3 separate regions of the Ovis aries genome follow, and regions 2 and 3 are each linked to region 1. Evidence: chromatin contacts called from public Hi-C data. All regions are on one chromosome and are shown on one strand. The core of a region is the stretch at or near the end of the contact, and the rest is flanking DNA. Distances in the headings are between cores, read along the strand shown.

Evidence for each region. A called contact is a pair of places that touch in the nucleus more often than the background predicts.
Region 2: a Hi-C map of hypothalamus shows a contact between it and region 1, with 5 times the contacts expected there. The contact joins two enhancer-like sites. A contact is called at or near these places in 7 of 16 Hi-C or Micro-C datasets (blood, hypothalamus, liver and 3 more).
Region 3: a contact with region 1 is called in a Hi-C map of hypothalamus, with 5 times the contacts expected there. The contact joins the promoter of ELMO1 here to the enhancer-like site in region 1. A contact is called at or near these places in 3 of 16 Hi-C or Micro-C datasets (hypothalamus, omental adipose tissue and tail adipose tissue).

The regions. Positions count from the first base shown.
Region 1 is chr4:61,632,923-61,636,475 of ARS-UI_Ramb_v3.0, forward strand. The region is part of intron 5 of ELMO1 (engulfment and cell motility 1); the gene reads left to right. Among named protein-coding and RNA genes, the nearest start is that of ELMO1, 170 kb to the left of the region's middle. Within about 2 kb of position 1,994, at least 10 of the 54 cell types and tissues checked have an H3K27ac peak or open chromatin away from gene starts, as enhancers often do. A contact at or near this core is called in hypothalamus, where this site is marked.
Region 2 is chr4:61,395,603-61,399,155 of ARS-UI_Ramb_v3.0, forward strand. No RefSeq gene overlaps it. Among named protein-coding and RNA genes, the nearest start is that of ELMO1, 64 kb to the right of the region's middle. Within about 2 kb of position 1,604, at least 5 of the 54 cell types and tissues checked have an H3K27ac peak or open chromatin away from gene starts, as enhancers often do. A contact at or near this core is called in hypothalamus, where this site is marked.
Region 3 is chr4:61,459,810-61,463,362 of ARS-UI_Ramb_v3.0, forward strand. It overlaps ELMO1 (engulfment and cell motility 1), which reads left to right and starts at 1,782. Exons shown (of 23, transcript XM_060414767.1): 1 at 1,782-1,962.

The sequences.
Region 1 (3,553 bases), core at 744-3,243:
CACAGATTTTTGTCACAGAACTTATTACTAGTTTTTCAGTTCTTGAGTCTATTGGATTGTTAACTTGGAGATAGGAGGTGCTCCCAGCCAGGAGTCCTGTGGTTGGAATCCGGGGTCTAATGTAGTGAGTGCTAAGCCTTGCAGAGATGGAAGCAACTGTGTATCGCTGCAGCCCTCCACCGTGTTGCCCAATCTCCTTAACGTACTCTCCATTCTAGTTCACTGCTGCTGACAGATTTATTTCTCTGAAACTTTCCCTTGGTCATAATGTTCAAAAGCCTTAAATGTTTTCTCTTTGTTTATTGTATTGAGATGTTGCTAGTGCTTACCCCACTGTCTGTATTACCAAAATTATCCCCCTCACCTTCTGTGCTCAAGGGGACTGACTACTCTGACTTCAAGGTTGAGTCACCATCTACATAGTGACCTTTTATTACTTCTTAACAGATTGGACTTAATCAGTTCTTCTCTAGGATGTTAGAGGGACAGAGACATGGATTGGGTTCTACCCTGAGCTTTTGGTCCTAGGGCCCAGATACCAGGCAAAGGTAGATGTGTCTCACTCTTGCCATATGAAATTGGCTGAGAAAGCAAGCATCTTCCCTGGCTTTCTAAAAGGTGCCTCTTTCCAAGCAGCAGTGAAATCTAATAGTGCCTATTCCTTTAAGATAAGCATGTTCTTTTCCAGAAAACATTGTTCTTTGTCTCCTACAAGCAGTTGATGAAAACGAAAAGGGGGACAGGCATTCTCCTCTGGCTCCTCCCCTGGGATCACTACATCCCACAGATTCCCTGGGCTCCTGAGGACTGTCTACCAGCTTTTCTCCACTCCTTTTACCCAGATCTTATTACAGGTAGAAAGAGAACAAAGCATTCTGATGGAACAGGCCCTCCCCTAACGTGGTCTGTGTTTACACAGCACAGATAGGTAATTAGCCAAATATTCCTTATCACCTGTCTTGTCTATCTTCTTTTCCTTTGGGGAATTGTGTGAATGGTACATGAGTGTTATGAAAAATAAATTGATTAAAGAAAGACAATAACTGAGCATAGAATCTAGTTAGTGGCATGAAAAAAGAGTGGAAAGAAGTCAAATCCAGCTCCTTCCATCCGTGGGTGATGATGAATTGCTACAGCTATATGGAGCTGGGGTGTGGGGCTGGGAAGGAACATGGTCCTTGATGGTAAGGACCCCAGGGAAGTCTGCAATATGAATTATGGGAAATGTGCATTTAGAAGAGTTTGCCACCCTATCTTTCTTATTCTTTTTCCCCACCTCACCTCTCAGCCTTTTCCTCCTGGCCTTTGGGGGTTCAGATTTATTTTAGTTTTCTATGCTCCTCCTCAAATGTTAGACCTGTAGTCCTCTGTCTAGAGGCATTGCTCGGTAACCTGGCAACCGGCATGTCATATGTGGTCCTCAGTTATTTCCCTCAGCCCAGAGATTTGAAGATCATGCAAATGGACACATAAAGGATAGAAAGGATCAGGTTTACAGTGAAAAATCAGCCTCTGTGATGACTGAGTAATGGATGCAAAGGACGGCGTTATTTCCTGGTATTATTTCCAAAGTAAGGACCCCATCACATCAGGAGAGAGAGACAGTGACAGACAAAGGCAGAACCAGAGAAAAGGTCCTGAAGCTGCCTGGACTTGAGGGGTCTGGTCGTGAGTGCCCCCTCCCCCTCTGACCTCCTGCTTTCCTTTCTCAGTCACAGGAAGGGGGTAGAATTTGGAATTTTGGACCAGGGAATAATTCTTAACATTGCCTGGCTACATAGAAAGTTGGCCTACTGAGATAAACAAAATTTCAGAAGGAAAAATATGACAACAGTGACATTTTTCTGAGGAATCTTATTATCCGATTCACACAGAGGCCGAGTCACTGAGCTGGTTCTGTGAAGAAGCACAAAGACATCCTATGGAGATGCTTGTGAATGTCAGGGGCTAGTACAGTCTGCCACTGCTGGGTGGCAGTAGCTGTGACAGCGGGGTTTAGCAGCTTTCACTGGGCCCCTTGTCATTCTTCCCGTACATTGTGTGCTGTTACTTTAGGACATTCTCTGCAGAAATGTTCTTTCTGCTGCTCTCTCTTCATTTTTGAGGAGCTGCCATTAGTCTTGTTTGCCTTACTTTATTACCTTGAAATTCCAAACACTGACTCTAAATGTGCTGCATGGTCTTATGAATTAGACCGGGATGATTCTAAACTTTACTGTGCAGCAGAATTATTTGCAAGCATAGTGAAAATGTAGCTGCTGAGGCCTCTGAGTGTGTGGCTTGGTGGGCTGGGGAGTCCCAGAAATCTGCATTTTAATACTCATGGTGATTCTCAAGCCAGTGGTATGAAGATCCCATGAGAATCAGGGATTAAAGGCTGATTTCCCAGAGAGGGGCATGGGACAGTTTCTTGGCTCTGTGAGTTGATGAATACATTCTTTAGTTTTGCAGAATCCCCCTCTCTGTTTGGAGGGAGGGAGTTCACTTTTTTTGTTGTTGCTGTTCCTTCCCCCACATGCTTTTCTTTAAAGAACATATCTTTTAAATTTTTTATTTATTAATTTTTTTAAATTTAAAATTTATTTTTTTTTTCTTTGGCCACACCACAAGGCATGTGGGATCTTAGTTCCCCAATCAGAGATCAAACTTGCAATCCCTGCATTGGAAGTACAAAGTCTTTTTTTTTTTTTTTCTTCCTTAATCCCTGGACCATCAGGGAAGTACCCCTGCCATGCACACACACATGCTTTTATAAGTCATTTAATGATGTTCCTTGTCTGGCCTGAGAAGGGTGCCTCTATTGAATGCTGCTGGATTGATCCTGTTGAAATCTGCTTACCAAAGGTCACTGATATAACCTGTTGATCAGACAAAGCTGGCTAGAGTATTTCTCAGTTCACTAAGGAGGAATGGATCCATGCCAGCTGGGGCAGCGTATCAGCGGATGGAGGTGAATTGGTCAGGGTAAACTGGAGGGAATGGACAGGAGGTAGAGGGACACAGCCAATGGGCAGGATAAGTAAGTAAAATCTCTCTCTCTCTCACACACACACACACACACACACACCCCGCTTGCTGGATGCTTGGACGACTGCATCAAAGAAGTCCCTTCTGAAACAGACGTAGAGGCCCGAGAGTATGATAAAAGAGTGGGTGCCAGGTCCTCAGCCTTTGATGTGGAGCATGCTGTGTGCCAGACCTCCCCTCAGCCGTGCTGATCTGCTGATGGAATAGGCGTATGGTTGATAGCATTTGTTATCCCGCTGGATATGTGCTGTTGACTTCCTGAAGTCTGAGACTCAGGATTGCCTAGATGGCACTATTATTTTTACTGGCTGGATTACATATAGAGACTAGCTCAAAACAAATAAGTATATGCAGCAATGTGCTTTTCGGATGTTATTTTTACACTTAATAATAAACTTTTTTCATGAGCTAACTTTTTTCATGAGTGTTTGCAAGGTGCCGTTCTCTGTCCTAAGCACTTTAAATGGATTATTTTAGTTAATCCTCAGAATAGCCTTAGGAGACAGGCGCTATCCTTATTTTACAC
Region 2 (3,553 bases), core at 354-2,853, 240 kb before region 1:
GCTGTTCATCAAACCTAAAATTAGTTTTCTCTTTGTTGCCTGCTTGTTGGCTATACCTGCATTTAATAAAAAGGGAACCTCCTGTAGACCCAGTTTGTCTCAACTAATTCTTGGGTTGATTCTACAGATCTCCAGGTTAGAAACCTCTCAGGCACCTGCAGAGCATCTTTCTAAAATGGAGTAGACCAAGATGACAGTGACTGTCAAGATCTTGGAGCCTTGAATGAGTCCAAGCTTAAAGTCAGGAACCACCCTTCTGCTACAGTGCTTCAGACAAAAAGTGAGATGAGAGATATTTAAGATTCAGGTCTCAGGGCCAAACATACTAAATGAACTGATAGTTCACTCCATGCATGAGAGAACAGTAAGGACGAGACATGTTCTTTACCCCTGGGGAATTTCTTAATGTTGTAAAAGGTAAGGAGGTGCCCTGGAGGATACTGGTTGATAAAAATACCAATGCAGTGAAACTTTGGAATCTGAAAATCCTAGCTCAAACCAAGCTCTGCCTCCTATTCAGCTGTGTCCTCGTGCACTTTAGCTGCCACAGGGTTGTAAGAGTGAAGGACCTGCCAGGAGTTGTGATTCTGCTCTCTATTTGCCACTCTGCTTATGTTGACTTCCTGTCTCCTTCACATGCTTGTCAAATACATACTAGTTATATACTCTGTTTCATCTCCCCTCACTGTTACCTACATATGCTTTTACTTCTTTATTATAAGTAATAATTAACACATGATTGCAAATGGACAAATACTATATGGAGGTACTTAGGATAGTCAAATTCATAGAGACAGAATGCAGAAGAGTGGTCATCGTGGGTTCCAGGTGTAGGGGGTGGGGAGGGGCGGTGGGGAGTTGTGTTTAATGGATATAGAATTTCAGTTTAGCAAGATGCAAAAAATTCTGATGATGGATGGTGGTGATGGTGTCACAACAATGGGAATGTACTTAGTGCCACTGAACCGTGTACTGTTAAAATGGTAAATTTTATGTGCTGTATATTAGAGTTGGACTATAAAGAAAGCTGAGAGCTGAAGAATTGATGCTTTTGAACTGTGGTGTTGAAGACTCTTGAGAGTCCCTTGGACTGCAAGGAGATCCAAACAGTCCATCCTAAAGGAGATCAGTCCTGGGTGTTCATTGGAAGGACTGATGCTGACGCAGAAACTCCAATACTTTGGCCACCTCATGCGAAGAGCTGACTTATTTGAAAAGACACTGATGCTGGGAAAGATTGAGGGCAGGAGGAGAAGGGGACGACAGGGGATGAGATGGTTGGATGGCATCACTGACTCAATGGACATGAGCTGGAGTAAACTCCGGGAGTTGGTGATGGACAGGGAGGCCTGGCGTGCCTCAGTCCATGGGGTCGCAAAGAGTCAAACACGACTGAGCTACTGAACTGAACTGAACTGATGCATAATTTAAACAAATAGAAACACAACAAGTAAACACTTGACGCACTCTTAAGAAATTTACCTACAAGATCCGTCAGAATAGAGTGATTCGTCACATCCAGACCCACCTCGACACTATCTTTTGGAAAGATTTGAGATGGGAAAATACCCTTTTTTTTAATCCCCCTGGACAAAGAGGAGATACACAGTGCCCAGCAGAGGGCAGAAGAGAGTCAAGGAGGTGTTTCACCTTCACTTTTGGCTGTGTGTTCATTTTCTAATTTGCTGCTTAATGAATGGTATTGTCTTTCAAAGAGAAAGTCTTTCTAAGACAACACATTAGAGGACAGAGGATAAATAATTCTTCCACTGAGTTAATCACATCATTTAAATGACATGGAAATAACTGCTCTGTGCTGGTTTTTCTGGTGGTGCCAAGTTCCAACTTTTCTTGCAAAGTTCTCCGTGAATAATTGTATTGGTGTTCCCACGAAAGGACAGTAAGAACTAGACTAAGTCTCAGTGGAAGCCCTATGGAAATACTATTGTAAAATTAATGGGATTCAGGTATTTCGGTGTTTTCCTTCTTGGCAGCTGTGAGCTACACTGTCATAACCAAATGCCATAAAAGTGCTGCCATTTACATTCACTTTAACGGAAGAGATACCTTTTCTTTCCCTCAATTTTCTACATATTTTCAATTATCCTTGATGCGCAGTAATTACTTTGGGGAGATTGCTCTTTGGCTTAAAAGGATATTGCCATTTTATTATTTTAAAACACCAAGGGAATCATTTTAAAGGCAGAGAGCAGCATTTTTATGACAAGAGTTTTCTCTCTCCTCTCTCAAAGGAAGTCAAACTCGTTGCTGTCGCATTTAAGGTTGCAGATTTTTTACTTTTTTTGATTTTTGACCAGAAGTTTTTTGACTTCTGGTCTCCAGCAGCCTGGGAGGCTCAGGGCTGGCACTGGGATTCTCCAGGAGGGTTTTGTGTAATATCAGTGAGCCTTAGCTCTCTGCCTTCTCCCTGGGAGGCTGCACGGAATCCTCCCCCAGTTAAAACTGAGGGCAGCAGCATTATCTGCCCAGGCAATTCTAGTTCTTCCCTTTATTTGGATAATCTAGAAGCAGATAGCTTTCTCTTTCCTGCATTGAATATAATTCAAGTTCCCCAAACCCGTTATTATTTCACCTGCCTTGCAATGGGAATTGGAGGCACACTGATAAATGACTGGAAAGATGGTCTAATTTCCGTAAATACCTCTGTTGGCTGTTAACTTACAATCTTATAACGTCTAAAGCAGTCTGAAATTCCTCTGTGCATATCCTGAGTGAGCTGACAGTCACGTGTCCCCTGCATCAATTCTGCCCCCCACCCCCCAAGTAGAAAAGAAAACTATTTTTCTCTTTGTCCAGCAGTGGAATACTGCTGCTCTCAAAGACCCAGTGTGTGAACCATGAGCCTTTTTCTATAGAAAAGAAATGACGGGGGAACCCATCACTAAGAGCGGTAGGATAGGCTTAATTAATTTAATTTCTGTCTCCAGAATGTTCCCTCTTCCTTTTTCAGAGTCAAGGTGAGGGGAGAGTGAGAGGGCATAAGGGTGGAAAGCTCGGAGACCAAAAAAGAACTAGACCACTGAATAGCCCTCAGGCCTCTCAGAGGCTGCACATCCTCTTGAGTTGAGTTACCTTGTACTGTGTGTTATGTGGCAACATAAAGATGAGTCGATGTCCCTCTAAGTTCGGTTGCCTTTCTATATATGGTAATTGCTTGGTTTACCATAAGGTTCAGGAAAACCCACTTTCTTGTGGAGTTCACCACATGTAGGAGCTCTGGAAGAGTTATTTTCAAAACCCCAAATCCTGAATTTCCATGAGGAGAATCTAAACAAATTGTACAGACCAAATAAACATCATTGTGGGGAAGGGAGGGCTCCCATATGGAAATCATGGTGACACATGGCGTTGGCAGGAGCTGCATGCTACAATAAATTAAAATGTAAACAGCTTTCCTTGTTAGAAGATCCCATATGGAAAATGGAATGTGGCTGTAGAATGTAGACCGCATAAAGCACTCTGTCTCTGCACTGAGTGGCGAAGCTGAGGAAGGCAGTGCAGCGAGCTTGTGTTCATCCAGTCTGCAGAGGAG
Region 3 (3,553 bases), core at 532-3,031, 170 kb before region 1:
CAGATCAGAGTGGTTCACTAGAAATATAATGTGAGCCACTAATGAGAACCATGTGTATAATCTTATTTCTTCTAGTAGTTGCATTTAAAATGTAAAAAGAAACCAGTAAAATTATTTTAAATTAGTATATATAGCATACATTTATGTCTTAACCCAATAATTAACCCAACTGAATCATCACATCTAAACTATCGTCATTTGTTGGAATGATGTAATCAACATTAAAATTATTAACCAGCTATTTTATCTTCTATTTTCACATGAAGTCTAGTGTCTATTTTACACTTACAGAACATCTTAGCACTAGCCATGTTTCAAGCATTCAATAGCTGCTTGGAGCTCTTGGCTACTAATGGACAGTTACTATGCAGTCGCTAAGACGTGTTCAACTGTTTTTGACCCCATGAACTGTAGCACACCAGGCTTCCCCATCCTTCACTCTCTCCCAGAGTTTGCTCAAATTCATGTCCATTAAGTCGGTGATGTTATCTAACCATCTCATCCTCTGCCGCCTCTGTCCCCTCTTGCACTCAATCTTTCCCAGCATCAGGGTCTTTTCCAAAGAGTTGGCTCTTTGCATCAGGTGGCCAAAGTATTGGAGTTTCAGCTTCAGCATCAGCCTTTCCAATGAATAATTAGGGTCAATTTTATTTAGCAGTGATTGGTTTGACCTCCTTGCAGTCCAAGCAACTCTCAAGAGTCTTCTCTAGTACCACAATTTGAAAGAATCAATTCTTTGGCAGTCAGCCTTCTTTATGGTCCAATTCGCACATCTGGACATGACTACTGTGAACAGGTTTGACTACCATGGACTTTTGTTGGCAAAGTGATGTCTTTGCTCTCTAATACAGTCTAGGTTTATCATAGCTTTCCTTCCAAGGAGCAAGCATCTTTGAATTTCATGGCTGCAGTCAGTGCAGGGTTAAAATTTAAATCTCCTTTGGGGCCTAGGTGGTGGAGTGGGTGGGACTGAAACCTAAAAAGCATCTTTGCTTACATTCTAATGCCTCCCTGTCCCACTTTATCTCCTTTGCCAGTTTGCAGGGAATGCATAGCAGTTGTCTTTTCCTTCTCTGGTCGAGCCAGCATAGATACTTCAGAATTTGGAGAGGCCAGGTGTTTCTCCTGCAACCTTCCAACAACTGTCATTTCCCTTCTGGCAGCAACTCAATTATCGTGCTTAATTTCTGCTTTGAAAAGGACTAAAGTAGGTTGTATGAATCAAATAATGAACCTTACAGACCAAATTGGGGATAGAACGTCTTGCTTTATGCAAAGTTATGCAAAATTAGGGAATCCCTGGCTTAATTGTTGAGAAATACATCCCGTGGTCTGTAAGCGCACAGGTGACTGTGAGGAGGAGGAAACGTTCTGTCGTTAATTTTGTCGCGCTGTCCAAGAGTCCAGGCAGAACGTCAAAACAAACATCAGCCTCTTCAAGTAGCTTTAAAACCGGCCCACCGAAGTTTCCCCTCAAAATCCCAAACCAACTGCCAAAATTGAGCTTGTAAAAAAAATGCCACGCACTCCCGGCCTCCCGGAGGTGGCGCTATGAGGGTGACGGAGTTAATTAGTGCCTGCAAAACGCCGCTTGTGAGCTCATCCGAGAAGTCATGCTCTGCACACATATTATTTATAGCAGAACTGAGGCGTGCATAGTGTTTGACATTTCTCTTTAAGTAGGGGGACTTCAAAAAGTCGTGGGCGCCCCCATAACCCCCAGGGGAAGTGCGGTGGGCAGGCAGCAGGGCGCCGGCTGGAAGCGAACGCGCCAACCGCGCGGGTCCCGGCGCAGGTGCCGGGGGCGCCGGCGGCCACTCCGCAGCGTCTGCTCTGTAGGAGAGTTCGCGGCTAATCTCGGGATGCCTTGCAGATGCAAAATGTGTCTCTGGCCAGCAGGAGGAAGGAAGAGGAAGTGAGAGCAGCGGCAGCCGGCGGCGCAGCAGCCGGCCGACCCGGAGTGTAAGTGCGTGTGCTCGGACGAGCGAGAGCGGGCGAGGATGGGCACGGGATAGATAGAGGCAGAGCCACTCACACCGCCGGGGCCCTGAGCTGGGAGACAGACTCTCCGGCTCCCCTTCCACAGTCGCGGGGTCGCCAGAGATCTTATCGCTGGGAACCCTCGCCGCCGCCGTCCTGCGACCCCGGGCAGGTTCGTAAAGTTTCCTGGGCTGGCGTGGCGCCCTGACTCGCTGACCTCAGCGCGGCCCGGGAGGGACCTGGGGCTGGGGTGAGGAGGAGGCGTCTTGCTCCGGGGGACTCTGGGCGCCGCGGAGACTTTTGTTTCCTTTCTGGGGGCGCCGCGTCGCAGGCGGGGGTGGCCCCGGGCTCGGCGGGGTGAAGGCTGCGGGCGCGCCTGGGCACTCCGCAGTTGGGGAAGTCAGGGCAGAGGGGGAGGCGGCAGGAGGAATGGGAGCCGAGCGAGGGGCTCCGAGGAGGGGGCGCAGGGCTCGTGACCGGGGAACCAGCCGAGACGTTTCGGCCAGGGCCGGTTGCAGGGGGTCGACCTGGGGTTGCGGTGCTGGAGCCGGGGGACTGGGGACTCAGGACAGGGAGAGTGGGATTGGGGGCTTGGGCACCACAGAGGGTGAGCGGGAGAAAAGACTGGCAGCGAGGACTCCCGGCTTTTCTCAGGCGCTCGAAGATGGGAGGGAATCCCCCGGCGAGCGCGCTCCTGGCAGGGGACGGTGATGGGCTAGAGGGGTGGAGGGCCTGGAGGGACGCGAAGGGGCGGCAGGGGCAGCTGGGAGCCCCGGACGACTGTTAGTAAATACGCGCCTCCCGGGGACACTCAGAAGTCCCGGCTGGGACCCGGAAAGGAGGTGGGGGAAGTCGATGGATGATCCTGGCATCAGAGGAGGGGCGCACCGGGCGCGCCTTCAGGGAAGGGAGGTAGCCGAGCTCTGGGGGCCCTGGAATCCGAAGCGGAGTGGGGCGGCTAAGATCGCAAGAGTAGCTTTGAGGAAGAGGAAATACAGAACTCAAGCCGGCCGTGGGGTGCGGGTGCGCGCGTGTGTTTGGGGTTGGGAAGTCCGTGTGGTGCCGCGGGCGCGCGCGAGGGCGGCGAGCGTGTGTGTGTGTGTGTGTCTGTGTGTCTGTGTGTGTGAGAGAGAGAGAGAGAGAGAGACCGAGAGACCCAGAGGGGCTCTGGAGCCGTGGAGTCCACGCCGCCGAGTGACCCTCTGCCGCCTAGGTCTGTTTGAAATTGACTGGTCCGGACAAGGGTTGTTGACGGTGGGACCTGCGTTGACCTAAAGCCAATCGCTTGGCCCCGGTAGTGACCCGACTCTGCGGGTCTCTGGACAGCTCCGGAGCCTTGCAGGGCATACTCTGTATGCCCAGTGCCCCCAAATTGGGCCTGCTAACATCACTGGCCTTAAATGATGCGAACTTAAATCGTTATATTTAAGATTTCAGAGAATCTGTGGCAAGGGTTTCTCCACCCTTGAGACAGAGGCCGCCGTGCTCCCCACGGTAAGGCTGCCAGTGACTTGGGAGTGAATTTTCAAGTTGTTCTTTTTTTGGTCTATAAAATAAAAGTAATTAATGACCA